Linked DNA regions of Gossypium hirsutum: region 2 is linked to region 1. Evidence: chromatin contacts called from public Hi-C data. All regions are on one chromosome and are shown on one strand. The core of a region is the stretch at or near the end of the contact, and the rest is flanking DNA. Distances in the headings are between cores, read along the strand shown.

Region 1 (7,765 bases), core at 3,573-6,072:
TTTCAATTTTGTTTAAATTAATTAAATTTTTAACAATAAAATTTTGTTTATATAAGTTAAATTTGTTAACAATAATATAATTAAAATTTTATATTTATAATTTAATCTAATAAATGATTTACATGTTAAAATTCTTTTCTTTTCTTTTCTAATTGATATCTTTAATGCTCAGCCATGTTGTATTTTTATGATTTTTTTTTAATTTGCATTTTTATACCATTTATAAAAATAAATACAACTTACTATAAAAATATTTTAATATATTTTAATTAATAAATACAATCAATTCATATAATACGAAAGGTATGTGAACTAATATACTATATACAAGATATAGACACATTTATGAATGTTTTTTTATATTGTGGCAAGTGACATCTTCCATGATTGAATGAGTCTCATTTTTAATTGATGTTTATTAAAAATAAAATGTTTTATTAATTTATTACGTGAAAAATTCTTCAATTTATATTTTTTAACTGCCACACTTAGAAAATTATCCAATGTATAACCGTGAAGATCAAACTTAAAATAAATTTGATAAAATCTACTTAAAATAAATATATTTAATTTTTATAGACTTCAATTTTTTTAAAATTATAATATATCTTTTAACATATATAAAACATGCTATATATAAAATTATTTTAAATTAAATTTTATTGTATAAAATGCAGTATAAAAAAACTGGTTTTATTTATGTTTGTTATATGCCTATTATGATTAAATTAATACCTAAATATACTTTCGTTTCTAAAGTGCTAAAATACAAATAAGAAGAAACTAAAATTGGGATTTTATTATATAAATATTATTTTTGATTTTTTAAAGATTAACTCAATCATTATTATATAAATATAAAATAGACAATAATTAGTCAATTAATAAATAATTTTAAATCGCTCAATCATTGTCCAAAAAAGGTTATTGAGTTTGAAGGTGAGATCAGCTAATTACTTGAAGTAGAGTACATGTCTAACTCAAACATCTCTATTATGTTAGAATTTAATTAAAGAAATTATATTATTGAAGTGTAATTTAGTTTTTTATTTAAAAATTTAATAAAAAGAACTGATGTCACAAATTAATCAAACACTAATTCTATTAACGAAACTACTTTGATATCCTTTCATATTTAAAATAAGTTATATTATTTAAAGTTATTTTAATCTTTTATTTAAAAAATAGTAATAAGCATATGATGATATTTGAACTCATGTCAATTCCATTTATAAAATCTTAAATTTACTATTCAATCAAAGCTTTATTTTAATATTTGTATACATTTTAATTCTGTTGTGCTCACTTTATTAACATCATAAATTATATATCTATACTATTATTTAAATTTCTGGGGTTTTTTTTTGGCATAATTTAAATATTTGATTTGGTGTTACAAGTCAATCGAGCACCTTTTTAATTAAGAAAAATTACTTTGATGTCCTTTAGTATTTAAAATAAATTATATTATTTAAAAATACTTTAGTCTTTTTATTTAACCAACGCTAATTGTATTAATAAAACTGTATTTTACCACTCAACCAAATCTTTATTTTGATTCTAAAGTAGATTTTAATTTTATTATATGCACTCATTACCTCTATCAATTGTATATCTATACTATTATTTAAGTTCTTATTTGAGTTGGTGTTACAAGTCAATCGAGCACCAACTTAATTAGTGAAATTACGAAAATGCCATTTTATTATTAAAATTAATTATATTATTCGAAGATACTTTAATAAAAAAATTGTATATTGTGGGATTTAAACCTATATTATTCATGTCAATAAAACATTAATTTTATAACTGAAGTAAAGTTTTATTATATTATGATATTTACATTTTAACTGTATTATAGTAATTTATTACTTTAATCAATTGTGTATATATTCGTAATGTTACTAATTGAGTTAGTGTCAAAAGTCAACTCAATAGTAACTAATAATAACATCACGTATAGTTATAATACATTTAGTATTTTTTTAATATGAAGTATTTACTATTTAAATTTATTTACTCACAATTTAAGTTTTTTCTATTTTAATATTATACATATTCATTATTAATTAATTTTAAATTATACTGATTATTTATCTAATATTTGTATTTTAAATATTATGTTTGCGTGTGATAAGATTCCTCTTGTTTATATAAAAAACTGTTATCTCTCTCGCTCTGTTGTGAGTGCAAAATCAAGGGATTGCCGGTGGAGACGACGCGCTCGTTGAGGGCCAAGGAAGGAAGGAAGAAGAGAGAGAGAGAGATAAAAAGGAGAATCTGCTTCAAAGTTTCAAACTTTCCCGTCTCATATCTAATCCCCAATTTCTCTCTTCTGCTCTAGGTATATTTTCTTTTTTCTTTCACAACTTTCTTCTTCAATCTTTACTTTCACTGCAGTTGCTATATATTGTTCTTCATGTGATGGTTTTTTCTGATTTTGTCTTCAGGTTCCTTCCTGTCCTCTTAGGATTCTTGTGGTCTGTTCAAAGCGTCATGGCCTCGAAGCGGATTTTGAAGGAACTCAAGGATTTGCAAAAGGATCCACCCACTTCTTGCAGTGCAGGTCCCTTTTCTTTTTCTGGACATACATAAATTTTATGCCCCTCCTGATAATAACTTCATTTATACCACTTTGTCTATTTTTCTTTTCTCTGGTTTCATGTACAATACGTGTCATTTATATACCCATGAATGTATTGAATTCCATTTAGGATTATATGTATTTGGCTGTATACTTATAACCTGTGCTCAAGCAAGCTTGCTTTTGTCCATCCCCAGTGCTTATCGCTGAAATTCCGTAACCATGGATGCTGAGGGTCGGACCCTCAACATGTCGAGGTTTTGTCTCTCTGTCGAGAGCGCTGATGGGTTCACAAAGCAGGTGCGCGTCTCGGGATGCCTGAATAGGCAGGAGCCAGAGTTACTGAAGAGCGAGCACATGGTGCCATGGTTGCCGAAAAGCTAGCTAATGGCAAGGCTCGAACTCAAGACCTCTACTATATAGAAGTCCTTGAGGGAGCCAGGGTACGGCTTGGGCTAGTGACCCTCAACAATGTAGCATGGGTCCGAAGTCCCTAAGTTTTTAGTCTACAAAATTTTCGATTCGCATTCTTTAGACCTAACTTTGTCATGTGATGCTCTATTATGTCACTAACCTCGGGATGCTTGCACTTTTTTTTTTGTGATAGGACCTGTAGCTGAAGACATGTTTCATTGGCAAGCAACAATCATGGGCCCTTCCGATAGCCCTTATGCGGGAGGTGTATTTTTAGTTAGTATTCATTTTCCTCCAGATTATCCTTTCAAGCCCCCTAAGGTAGTTTGCTTCACCTGGATCGTTTTATTATCCCTTTTCTCTGTGTGTGAAATGTTGTTTGAGTGGTACGTCCTCTTTTCATGGATAATGCTGCCATCATGTTTAGGTTGCATTTAGGACCAAGGTTTTCCATCCAAACATCAATAGCAATGGGAGCATTTGTCTTGATATCCTAAAAGAACAGTGGAGTCCAGCCCTAACCATTTCCAAGGTTTGACCTTACTCCTGTTAACCTTATGGTATTTCATACACATGCAGAATCTTGGTTTTTGGCCGACTATGGCTGCACAAAAGTTTCTCTGGTGTTACTTTTAAATGATTTCAATATCCTTGGGTAAAATTACTTTCTATTGGTTATAAGTTAGACTTGCATTTTACGAGTTTGTATGCGTTTCCAACACACGAACAATCACTACAGTTACTCCCCGAGTTTAATTCTTTCTGGGAATTGAATAATTAATATCAGAAGAGAAAGACCAACCTTGATTAAATATCATTGGCAATACGCACCAACTTTAGCCACTTTAGAAGATGAACTATTATATTGTTGTTGTTACTATCCTTCTTTGCATTGGCTTCTGCCGCTGATTGGAAATAAAAGAGTTTAACTCCAATGCGAAACCAGGTTCTGCTCTCGATCTGCTCGTTGTTGACTGATCCAAACCCTGATGACCCACTTGTTCTGGAGATTGCGCACATGTATAAGACTGATCGGGCAAAGTATGAAGCTACAGCACGTGGCTGGACCCAGAAGTATGCCATGGGATGATGGTGGTTAGTGGGTAATACGTATTGGCTTTTGTACGATGCCATGTATGTGTTAAAACCTTCATATATTTTGGTTTGGGAAGGAACTTGTGATTGTGCTTAGATTTGGATTTGAATTATGTGGACATCTTATATCAAAGGTGGGTCTATGGTTGTAAGAGAGAATGCCATTCCATTCCATGTCTTTTTATAGCTTGTTATATGATGAAGCATTTCCTAAAACTTTCATGCTTATAAGTGGAGGATTATGGTTTGACTACAAAATTTTTAACAGTTAAAAATATGCCATCAGTCCTTGTGCTCCTCCAACATTTGGAATTTAGTCCCTATATTAAAATTGTTAAATTTTTTTATTAAATTCAAGTTATTATAATATCACTTTTTTAGTTACATGGTTGTTAGGTAAATTTTTTTTTTATTTCAAAATTTCACACTAATATGTTTAATAAAAAACATTTAACAGGGTCAAAATTTAAAAAATAAAAAGTATGAGATTGAATTTCAAATTTTTTAAAAAGTGCAGGGACTGATGAGTTGAGGTAAGAAACCATCATGTCAAATAATTATAACCATAAATGGACAACCCAACCCTTAGGGCAACTGAAAACAGTTGCCAAACTTTAGGTAAAACGAATCGTAATTCTTTAACCACAACCCCATAATAAGGTTGTTGATATAGCTTCAAGCTTAAGAATTTCTTTAATTAATTTTAAATTATACAGACTTGAATGGAACAACTGCATTTCAGCACTGAAAATTTCTTGTTCCACAACATTAATTATTTTACTTACGGAGCATAAATTAAAAATTAAATCTTTTATTTTTTTCAATTATTGACCCATTACTTTTTTTCCTTCCAAATTTGCTTGTATGAATGTATTTAGTAGGTAAATTTTAATTAAAAAAATACTAATTATATAAATAAAAATAACTAAATCTTGCGATAATTGTAATAAAGGATTAGTCGGAAAAAGAATATTTTAGAAATTAGTGGCATATTTTGATCTAAAATTTTTTAGTTATTCTAAAATATAAAATAGAAACTAGAAAAATTCAACCTGTTGGCAACAGCGAAAAACATGGGGGTATATGAGTAAATTGCGATGCAAAAGGCAAGGATCTAAACAGTCAGAGAACAGGTCAGTCCTTCGAAGCTTGAGCCTGCTTGACTCTATTCCTGTTTGTGTTGGAGACTTTGGGTTTCTAATCTACTACTCTGTTTCCTTCATTGATTTTTCAGAAGCTTTTCGTACCCAAAATTTTCTGCTTACTCATTCTTTATTTAATTTCTACTTCATTAGATTCCTTAAACCGCAAGGTTACTTTAATTTTCGCATCTAGTATTGGATTCTTTTTATTGTCACCAATCTAATCGGAAAATCAAGCCTTAATCTTTACAGGTAAATTAGCCGTCGCTTTGTTCTAAGTTGGTAATTGACGGGTGTTCTATTAATCTTCTTAGCTTGCATTCCTAGCTTGCTTTTCTCTTTGTTTCCATTTGTAGAGTACTTTCAGATTACTCTTTTACTTTTCTGTTTCCTTTCTTGGTATTTGTTAAAATTCTGATAATTCAAGTGAAAAAGCTATGTCTAAATGTCGTTGGAATTGTTGTTGCATTTTGACTATTTGTTCAATCGAATGAGAATTTCATTTTTGGAGGATTTTCTTTTGCTTTATTGGCAAGGATTTGAGAAAGCAAATAGCATGATTTGGTTTTGTATATCATAATTTTGGGTTTGAAAAACAGGATGGACTGTAACTTATTCAGAAATGTAAATACATACCCTTAGGGTTTTATCCAAGTATTGTTTATTAGGAAATAATACAGCTATTATGCCTTTTGAAGTTTATTGCCTGTGTGGAAGTAGTGTGGATTTACTTTTAACTTGTTTAAGATTGATTATTGTGTATAAATTGATAGTTAAAATTGTTTCTTTACCATGGACTTAAGTCTGCAATGTCTGGAATTTGATGTCTTCCCAACTTTCAGGGGTACTGATACATTGCTGCAGTTGGCGTTTTGGCATTTTTCAAATATGGGACATTGCTTCTCTAAGGTAAGTGCTCTTAGCACATTTTATTTATTTTATAGCATGCAATTTTGGTTTTCTCGCCTAATAGTTATCGTTCTGGTTCTCGGGTTTTCTGCATTTATTTATCTATCAGTGAATAACATTTTGATAGGTTTAGTAACTGTACTGCCGCAAGAACAGGGTATAATCCTTTGGTCTTTTGAGTTTTTAATGACTTAATAATATATCTGATGAGAGAATTATGTTGGCCAAGATGCAATGAATCTTTAATTAAATAAACCAAAAAATATTCTGAAACTTTTCAAAATTAAAGTTTGCTGATATTTTACGTCCATTATTGGACATGCAAATTTGTTCTGAAACATTTTTCATCCAATTTAAAATTCTCAGAGTTCTTGCATTTATTTAAAGCTGTTGAACGGTTGTCAGCATGACATTTGTTGATACAGGTCTGGGTTGTGGAGAAGTGTGGTTTACATTGTGGTGCTTACAGCCCGATATGCTGGTTCAAAAGGTGTTTTTTTTTGGCAGATTTTGGGTAGTTAAATGTCTTCCACACTTCCTACAAGACTTGAACTAGATAGTTGTATTTGCCGTCGGTCCTCCTGTACCCTTTCTCCATTCCCAACATTGTCAAGCCCATCATCTCTAGTGATGCTTCCCTCATCAGATTTTTCTTTGCTTATAAACTCAACACCCTGTTGTATTTCATCGATCAGTAGTCTCATCATCATCATTCAGCCCATTTCTACAATCATCAAAACTCACTTTTCTTTTATCATTGCTGATACACTTGCTCCTTCCAGGTTTACTATTTCATCTTCCTCCACTTGCATCCTTAGCATTTTTAGAGCTTAGAGGTTTGACAGTGTTGGGAATGGAGAAAGGACGCAGGCAGAGGAAGATGAAATAGTAAACCTAAAAGGAGCAAGTGTGTTAGCAACAGCAAAGAAAGTGATGTCCATGCGGATGTTGATGACAAGGTGGGTGATGGTGTTGGTGAGTAGGATGATGATGATGGTGATAATGTTTTAATTCTTTATTCTGTCAACATGGTGGATAGATGTGCAAGAGGAAACCATGCTGGAGACTGCATTGTTGGTGATTGGTTAAAAGGAGAGTATTGTATTAAATGCAATAGCAGCAGTGGCTAGGTTTTGGTCTGCAGCAAAAATGGCTGCCCAATTGCTTTCCATGAGGTGTGCATAACTTGGAAACTCGAATTTGATTATATGGGTAAATTCTATTGACCTTATTGTTGGTACAAGCAACAAGTGGCCAAGTTCAAACAGCTGAGAATGAAAGCTATGTTGACAAAGAAGGAATTGTCCAACTTCATATGTTTGAGAAGGGATGGTGGAAGTGAAGAGAAGCAAGAAGGTAAAATGGTGAATATGAAAGGAATGAGTGTGTCAACAATGGCAAGGGAAGTCGGTTTTGGTGATAGCGGAAATGGGCTTAAATGATGATGGTAAAAGAAACATGGGTGTTGAGTTTATAAGCATAGAAAAATCTGATGAGGGAAGCATTTTTAGAGCTCATGGGTTTGACAATTTTGGGAATAGAGTTGGTTCTGGTGATTGTGGGAATGGGCTGAATGATGATGATAAAGGACCATTCATAATATTTACGACGAAACATAGGT
Region 2 (7,765 bases), core at 1,650-4,149, 140 kb before region 1:
TTTGCTTATAAATCATGTTATGCTCAAATTATAGAATGTTTTATTACTTAATTGAATGTTGAAAGCTGAATTTGTATGTGTTATGCTTTGTTAACTATTGTAGCATCCTATAGCTTGGGTCCAGCGACCGGAGCGGGTGAGGGGTGTTACATGTAAAGTTTATCATTTCCAAACAAAAATTCATTATGTTTATAAAATTTATTAATATCACCAATTTTCATCATAAATGCTAGTAAAGTCAGAATCATTAGCATAAAGTTATTTAATATGTTCAAATCCTAGTAGCCAAGTATTGAAAGTAATAATCAAATAATATCTATGAGGTAAAGCGTCTTTTGTTGAATTTACCTTGCAAGTCTCTTATTGAATTTACCTTGCAAGTCTGTTATTGAATTTACCTTGTTCTTTTAAAATTTTAAACGACTTATGATCACAGTAAATCACAAATTCTTTAGACATAAGGTAAAGTTGCTAAACCTCAAATGCCTTTACCAAGGTATATAGTGGAGTAGTTGAGCTGAGCTCTGATATTAAATTTTGTAAAATACAATATTTTTAACCCTAAATCTCCAAGTTTATTAAATCGATAAGAAAACATGTTTTTTTATATAAAAATAAGGAGATAGCTTATTTTACATCACCTTTAATAAACTTGTAACTAGAGATAATGGTAATTAGCTAGTTTTGCCTCGCATCATCTTTAATCAACTTCTTATAACAATAACGATAAATAAACAACTCCTTACCACAATCCTAAAAAATTGTGTACCTAGAACCCGTTGTTACCGTCATTATGATTGCTAGAACAATCCTCATGTCATCCACCATTTCCGACTTAAGCCTTGTTTAATACTTTAATAAATGCCCTTGTAACTTTTTCTATCAAAAGCATGTTTCCTCGTCAATATTCAAAATTTTCTATTAATAAAATTGTGCCTTTGGGGAAATTCTTTCCTTGTTTTTATTACTTTTTTTTAATTATAATTGTATTTGAAGTTGTGGAACTTTAATTCTCCATTCCCAATCATCAATTTTTGTAGTTGAAAAAACAATTAATTTACTTATTGTTCAAACTAATGTCTAATCTAATGTCTAAACACAAGTTTGAACAAAATAGTGAACAAAGATAAAAAACAGTTATGGTAAAGAGAGATATAAATACACGACATTTGTTAACGCAGTTCAAAAATAATCCTACTCTATGGCGCCTTACTCAGAATAGTTTATTCAAACATTAGTTCAGTAATCTATCAAGTAAATCCCAATCTACCCTACACAAGTAATTGTAGCCCTAATAAATAACTCCAACTTGTTACAATCACTCACTCAAATACCTCGCTTACAATAGTTTCAAGTCTCTTTAATATTGCCTAGAAAATGAGTTCAAAACACAATAGCAAAGAGACAAGCAATACCAACACAAACACTATCCAAAATATGTATCTCTATATGTGAATAAACGACCTATTTATATGCACAATACGATTGCTTCCCTTAATGATTTTTTTTGTAGATAAATTTATCATTTTAATTGAATAATAATCCAAGATATTTACCTCCAATATTTATTCAAAGATAAAGCCTTATGAGCTAAGTAATTCATCAATTTAATCCACAAGATAAATTCTTAAAGGATAATAATAAGTTTTATTAGATAAGACATGCCGATCTTCATGTTTAGTCAATCAGTAAAATTTGATCATTATAGTTCTGAAAGAGATAAATTAAGTTAGGAGAATCATTTGCTTATGAAAAAAGTAAATATGGAGATAAAAGTCAAAATGCAACATCTAACTTCACTTGAGTTGTCTTGAAGTCATGTCCAGAATGTTGTCCAAAGATCGATTTGGAAATCAGTTTAAGCGCGAGAATGAAAAAGCAATTCAAGAAATTATTTGAACATGAATTAAAACATCAGCAATAACGAAAGTCCCAATAATAGCAGCAAATCTCATTTTCACTACCACTTCCATTACTATATAAGAAGCCCATGTATGGTGATCCAAAAACTTTGTTTTGTTAAATTATAATCTATAGGCCAGAAATCAACATAGTAATTTTGTAGTAGAAGGATATGGTTATCGAAACTCTAAGGTCTTCCATCCATCAATCTTTTCTTTTTTTTTTATCCTTTAGAGATTGTGGTGTAATTTGTCAATCTCCATACTATTGTAAAGGTAGGAATCACTGTATCATTGTGAAACATCCCCCTTATATGTAATCTTCCAACTAGCCACTATTTTCGTTTCTTGGGTTTGTTTTTTGAACCAAGTTTGTCGGTGTTTTGACTTCCGGTCACTATTCTTCGTAAATTGACTTTAGCTTTGGCCATAGCCTCCAACTCCATCTAATATATATAACTTGATGTTACCCCTAATGCCATCGTGACTAAAATCCCGAGGAAGCCAGTTGTTGGTAATATACGAATTATGAAACTATGTATATATATATGAATTACTATGAAATAAATAAGTAAATGGGGGGGGGGATTAAGCGATTGATTGAGAGTGGAAGACAATTTCCTTGACACATGAGTTTACATTTTAGACTTTCCACTTTGTTGTCAACAACCATCCCCACTGAGATTGAGACTCAAGAAACAAATTTCAATTGTGTAGGTTCTTTCTTTCATTGTTTGCTATATAGTTCATATGTTCACAGCAACCTAAGCTAATTCAAGCTAAGGGAAAAAAAAATAAAGAATAGAAAGAAAGACAAAAGTTAGAGAGGGACACGTTCGCCTTAGGAGCTGAAGAAAGCAAATAATGTGGTAGCACTAAGTATGGAGAGAGAGAGAAAAAAAAAAACCCCATACAAACAAAACACCTAAAAAATAAAAGCAAAGCAAGCATGTGGACAGTGGGGTTTAAGAGATTTTTTTTATTTTATTTTTACTACTGCTTATGCAACTACTACTTCATACAACCTGTAAATAAAAATTAAAAATAATAATAGGAAAAAACCCCTTTCTCTTCTCTTCTTTTCTCTTTCCTTTCTCTTTTCTCTCCTCTCTCTTTCTCTCTCTGTATGTATGTATGTCCGTTGCATTTATATAAACATGCAGTAGAGCGTTTCTCCATTTTTTTTTTGAAAATTTTTGTGGTAAACGAGTGTGAATATTGGGCATCCCCCAGATTGCCCAAATCTAGCTCATTTTCATCGTTTATGGTTTTGATTTTGCTAATCAATTCCAAGGATTGCGACTCATTCTACTACCGTTAGCAGTATTTTTTTTTTTTGTTTCCTTCCTTTTTCCTTTCCTTTTCTGCTCCCTCTCGCTTTACTCTCTTCGCCTCTCAGCTTCTTCTACAAGTTGATGTTCAAAACAGAATCCTAAGTTTACCTTTTTTTTCTCTTTTTTTTTCAACTATGGATCTGCTTATTTGACAGTTGTTTTTATCACTGTTTTCCTTGAAAGCTCATGCAATTGCTTCAATGCCGTTTCCTGTTTGCCCCCGTCACATCGCTTACCCGCTTGCATTATAAATGAATTTCGACACTCGTGCTTCCGTCCCGCTGCTTCCGAGTCTCGCGATGCTCCTTGTGTTTATCTGCTTGTTGTTAGTCTCGCCTCTACTGGTTCAATCTTTTGATGCTAATGCCTCTTCGACAAGCGCCGCCAGAGCCCTGGATGCGCTCCTTCAAGACTATGCTTACAGGGCCTTTGTACGCCCTAGGACTGGAGTGCCCTACGATGCCCGCGTTCCTTCTAATTTCACTGGGATTAGCATTACAGCAATGAGGTTGAGGAGTGGTAGCTTGCGGACCAGGGGTGTGAGGATGTACAAGGAGTTCGAGATCCCCATTGGAGTTGTGGAGCAACCTTATGTGGAAAGGCTTGTTTTGGTTTACCAGAACTTGGGCAATTGGTCCCTGCGGTATTATTCGCTTCCCAACTACACCTATCTCGCTCCTGTTCTGGGTCTTCTTGCTTATGATGCTTCTAACTTATCGGCTACCAATTTGCCGGAATTGGATTTAAGAGCATCTGGGGATCCTATAAAAATCAAGTTTTCAGATGTTCGATTGGCTCCCAATGGGTCACTGCCCAAGTGTGTTTGGTTTGATTTACATGGTTTGGTTAAATTAAGTAACTTGACATCAGCCAATGAGTGTTCAACTATCCAACAGGGGCATTTTTCTATCGTTACTGAGTCAATTGCGCCACCAAGCCCACCAACCAGAAGTGAAGGAAAGGAGAGTAATAGAAGAACATGGATAATTGTTGCTTCTGTTGTGGGTGGAGTGGCATTGCTGGCATTCTTGGGATTCCTTGTACTCTGGGCACGCAAATGCAAGCGGAGAAAGAAAATGCAAGAGATGGAAAAGGCTGCTGAAGTGGGAGAAGCACTACATATGACCTCCGTTGGGGATACAAAAGCACCGTCGGCAACGGTCACTCGGACTCAACCAACTCTTGAGAACGAATATGTGCCCTAACCCTCATACGAGCATTTTCCTGTATTCAGTAATTCTTCTGGTCACAGCCTCACACCCATTCTTTTTCTTTCTAGCGGTTTGTTCTTGGTGACCTCTCGGTTGTAGTGTGGGTAATATAGGATTCTTTTTTGTGTAGGTCTGTTATTATTGCTCAAAAATCTTTTCATAATTCTATGATTCATTGTGGTGTGCATTTAGCCGAAATGATTTTATTCTATATGTCATGAATTTTAGTTGTCTCATTCGTATGGAATAAAACCTTTTTTTTCTTCCTGGGGTGCCTTGTGTTTTTGGATTTACTTTTGTCTGTTTCTGTCGAATGTAGGATGAAAAGGTTGCTTTGTAATCAAAGCAAAGCTGATGTTAAAGCTTGACTCCAACTACCGTTGGTTTGAGGCAAATGTTAGGCTTGGACATGTGTGGCTCTGAGTTATAATTTTATGTTTTACTCTGTCTATAATTTTTGGTTAGCTGTGCTACAGAGAACTTTATTCCAACTTCTTCGCCTGTAGCCAATTTTGGTAATCCTTGTGCATTCTGTGATCTTTTTTCTTGCTTAAGGTAGCTGAGCTAGAAACAAATGTTTGTTCTTTCTATAATGGTAGTCTTAAGAAGGTTAATGGTCTGCAAGGAAAGTTATTCTGTAAAAAGAAGTTCTAAAAAAATGTTATATCAGTAAGAAAATAAGGTATATATGACATAGAGGAGGTGGAGCAGACTCCGAGACTTTTCCCCTTAAATTTTAACCACAGCAGGGATTAGGAACTTTTGGAACTCATCTTCTTTGGTTGATGCAGTTTGGCCATCTTCAACATCTTCCGTTATTTTTGCTTGCTTCTTGAAGTGTAGCAATTGTGAAGCCCCTTTTGCATCTTTTGTGACATCATGATGTATGTGGTAAGTAGTAAGTCTACATTAAAAATTATACTGATCTCTAAATATTTTGGTAACGCCAAAACATTGATTCCTTTTTACTTTTCTAAGGTCCTACTCCCCTCAAGTGTAGTCTCTTGAAAGTGCTTGTAGGAAATCCTTCTGGTCTGATATAAATGATGAACATTTCTCTTCCCTGAAATCTGCTTATCTTGAATGCCAATTTTGTTTGTAGACTTCATTGCTAAATATAATTTTCTGATGGACTTTATCAAGTTGGAAGGGTAGTTAATTGTTGAACAATGCTTTCTACATTTGCCCTCAAACTTGGCCACTAAACTCTATTTTTCCACCTTGACTCTAGTTTTGTCACATAAAAAAAGTCCTGCTCACCAGAATGCAAGTCCAATACGACTTACATCTCTTGAGTCTTGATGAAGAAGAGATGAAAGTACTTGGAAGACAGAATAGAGAATCTTCAAATTGGTAACTACTTTGTCACATCCCTGATCATCAGAATGTAGGTGCAATACGTCTCTTGAGTCTTGATGAAGAAGAGATGAAGTTCTTGGAAGACAAAAGAGAGTATCTTTGAATGGATAACTATCTTGTATAGAATAGTGGATGTTAACGTTTCTGTCCAGCCATTATTGCAACATGTAATATGCCGAAATATTTGCATCTTGAATAATTCCTCTCAAATCCAATTTACTTGAGCAGGCGTATAATTTAAGATGTACATCATTCTATTCAAGGCATCAACAGCCTTCTTCTCTTTACTTTCTACTTAAAATTGCATTTGGTAGTGTGGTTAAGCATGTCTTTGCGGGTTCAGTAATCTTGGCCTTTCCCATGATGTATTTCTTGAGTTCTTCCGGAGACATAGGCTTCTTTATGGCTACTTTTTTCCCTTTTTGCTAGACAAGACTAGTTCATGTTGTTTCTAGAAAGAAAATAGTATCTGCTTCCCTTTTTTGTATCTATCTCTGCCATATAACCATGGCTTACGTAGAAGAAATTTTCTAATAGTCGTAGGCTTGATATTACACCAGTTATTAATTTTATAGCTACTATAGGAATCGAAATGATCATTTTTATAGCTACTGGAATGGTGTTTTTCTTTTTCTACCCAAGTGATCTTGTAAGGCTGTGCATGTGATAGGCTTTGCTTTGTAGACTATAGCAGCTTATGATACTGCTTTCATAAAACTGTAGCAGTCCAGTATGCAATACCAAAGTTGTCATTGTTTTATAGTGGACTGTGAAGAATGGCAATATGATACAAATCTTGTTTTCTACCTTTTGTGCTGCAAATAGTTGCCTTACCACAATATTTGTTTTACGATATTGATAGAAATTGTTTCAGTGTTGCATTGGTCATTGTCTTCATCATCTACATGGTGTGTATTCTTCAACCTCATGTACTTTCACCTTCTACAGTTTCAGCATTACCTTTTTGTAATGAAGATTCTTGTTCTCTTTACTGTCTACATAAAATTGCATTTTGGATAGCGCGGGTAAGTATATATATATAGGCTATAAGGGCAAATATTTGCATTTCCACTTTGTTATGTATCTTTGCTGTATATCTTCCAAGAAGAATTATCTAACAGTTATTGGCACAATATCACCCCAGATATCATCTTTGTAGCTACCATAGGTACTTGAAAGAAACAAGAGCAGGATTACTGGAATGATATTTACTTTTGGGTTCAACCGAAGTGATCCTGTAAGGCTATGCATGTGGTTGGGCTTTGATTTGTAGAACCGCCACAATCAATTATGCATTTACAGAACATGTCGTGTGAAAAATAGCAATTAAGCCAATCTTCTTTTATCTTCCACCTTTAGTGCTGCTATTAGCTAGACTTCTCCTCGGCTTAAAAGTTGGGCATTTACTGATGCTGTTCCAAGGCGAAGGGCAGAGAGGAAGGTGTAGTTGTTTAGCTCTTATCTAGCTGAAATAATGAAATCATAATTCTTTTGAGTGCTGTGTTAATATGGGGTCATCTACAGATGGTCAAAAGCCTTCACAGGAGCATAAAACAAACATTTATTCCATGTCAGAAACCTATGGGATATTGCCTTTGCTGCTTTATGATGCTGCTAAAGCCAAAGAAAAGAAGCCTTTTCTGTTATGCTATGACTTGATTAGTTTGGTTGGTGGTTGAAGTGGTGCCTTTGTGTATCTTTCCCACCAAATTTAAAAGCTGGCAATGACGTAGGCATAGGCAGGGGAGCCAAGCGGAGAAGAGGAGTATTAATTATTCAGTTTTATTACAGTGAAACGAAGTTATAGTAATGGTTCGGCCGCCACCAATCCAACACACAAAGCGCACAATGTGATTGATGTCTTATTTAAATATTGAGCATCAGTGAACTGTTGTGTTGGGTGCACCACACATAAATAGCTAGATCGTATAGATGGGATACAACTCTGTTTGTCTGTATG

The links. A called contact is a pair of places that touch in the nucleus more often than the background predicts.
Region 2: a contact with region 1 is called in a Hi-C map of leaf, with 2.4 times the contacts expected there. The contact joins the promoter of LOC107914514 here to the promoter of LOC107914506 in region 1. A contact is called at or near these places in 2 of 34 Hi-C or Micro-C datasets (both in leaf).

The regions. Positions count from the first base shown.
Region 1 is chrD10:18,486,608-18,494,372 of Gossypium_hirsutum_v2.1, reverse strand. LOC107914506 (thioredoxin H9) reads left to right here and starts at 4,822. Exons shown (of 5, transcript XM_016843441.2): 1 at 4,822-5,226; 2 at 6,078-6,144. The coding sequence starts at 5,177. It overlaps LOC107914507 (ubiquitin-conjugating enzyme E2-17 kDa), which reads left to right and starts at 2,107. Exons shown (of 5, transcript XM_016843444.2): 1 at 2,107-2,344; 2 at 2,451-2,566; 3 at 3,192-3,319; 4 at 3,426-3,530; 5 at 3,945-4,309. The coding sequence starts at 2,497. The coding sequence ends at 4,088.
Region 2 is chrD10:18,624,190-18,631,954 of Gossypium_hirsutum_v2.1, reverse strand. It overlaps LOC107914514, which reads left to right and starts at 2,899. Exons shown (of 1, transcript XM_041102159.1): 1 at 2,899-4,713. The coding sequence starts at 3,487. The coding sequence ends at 4,440.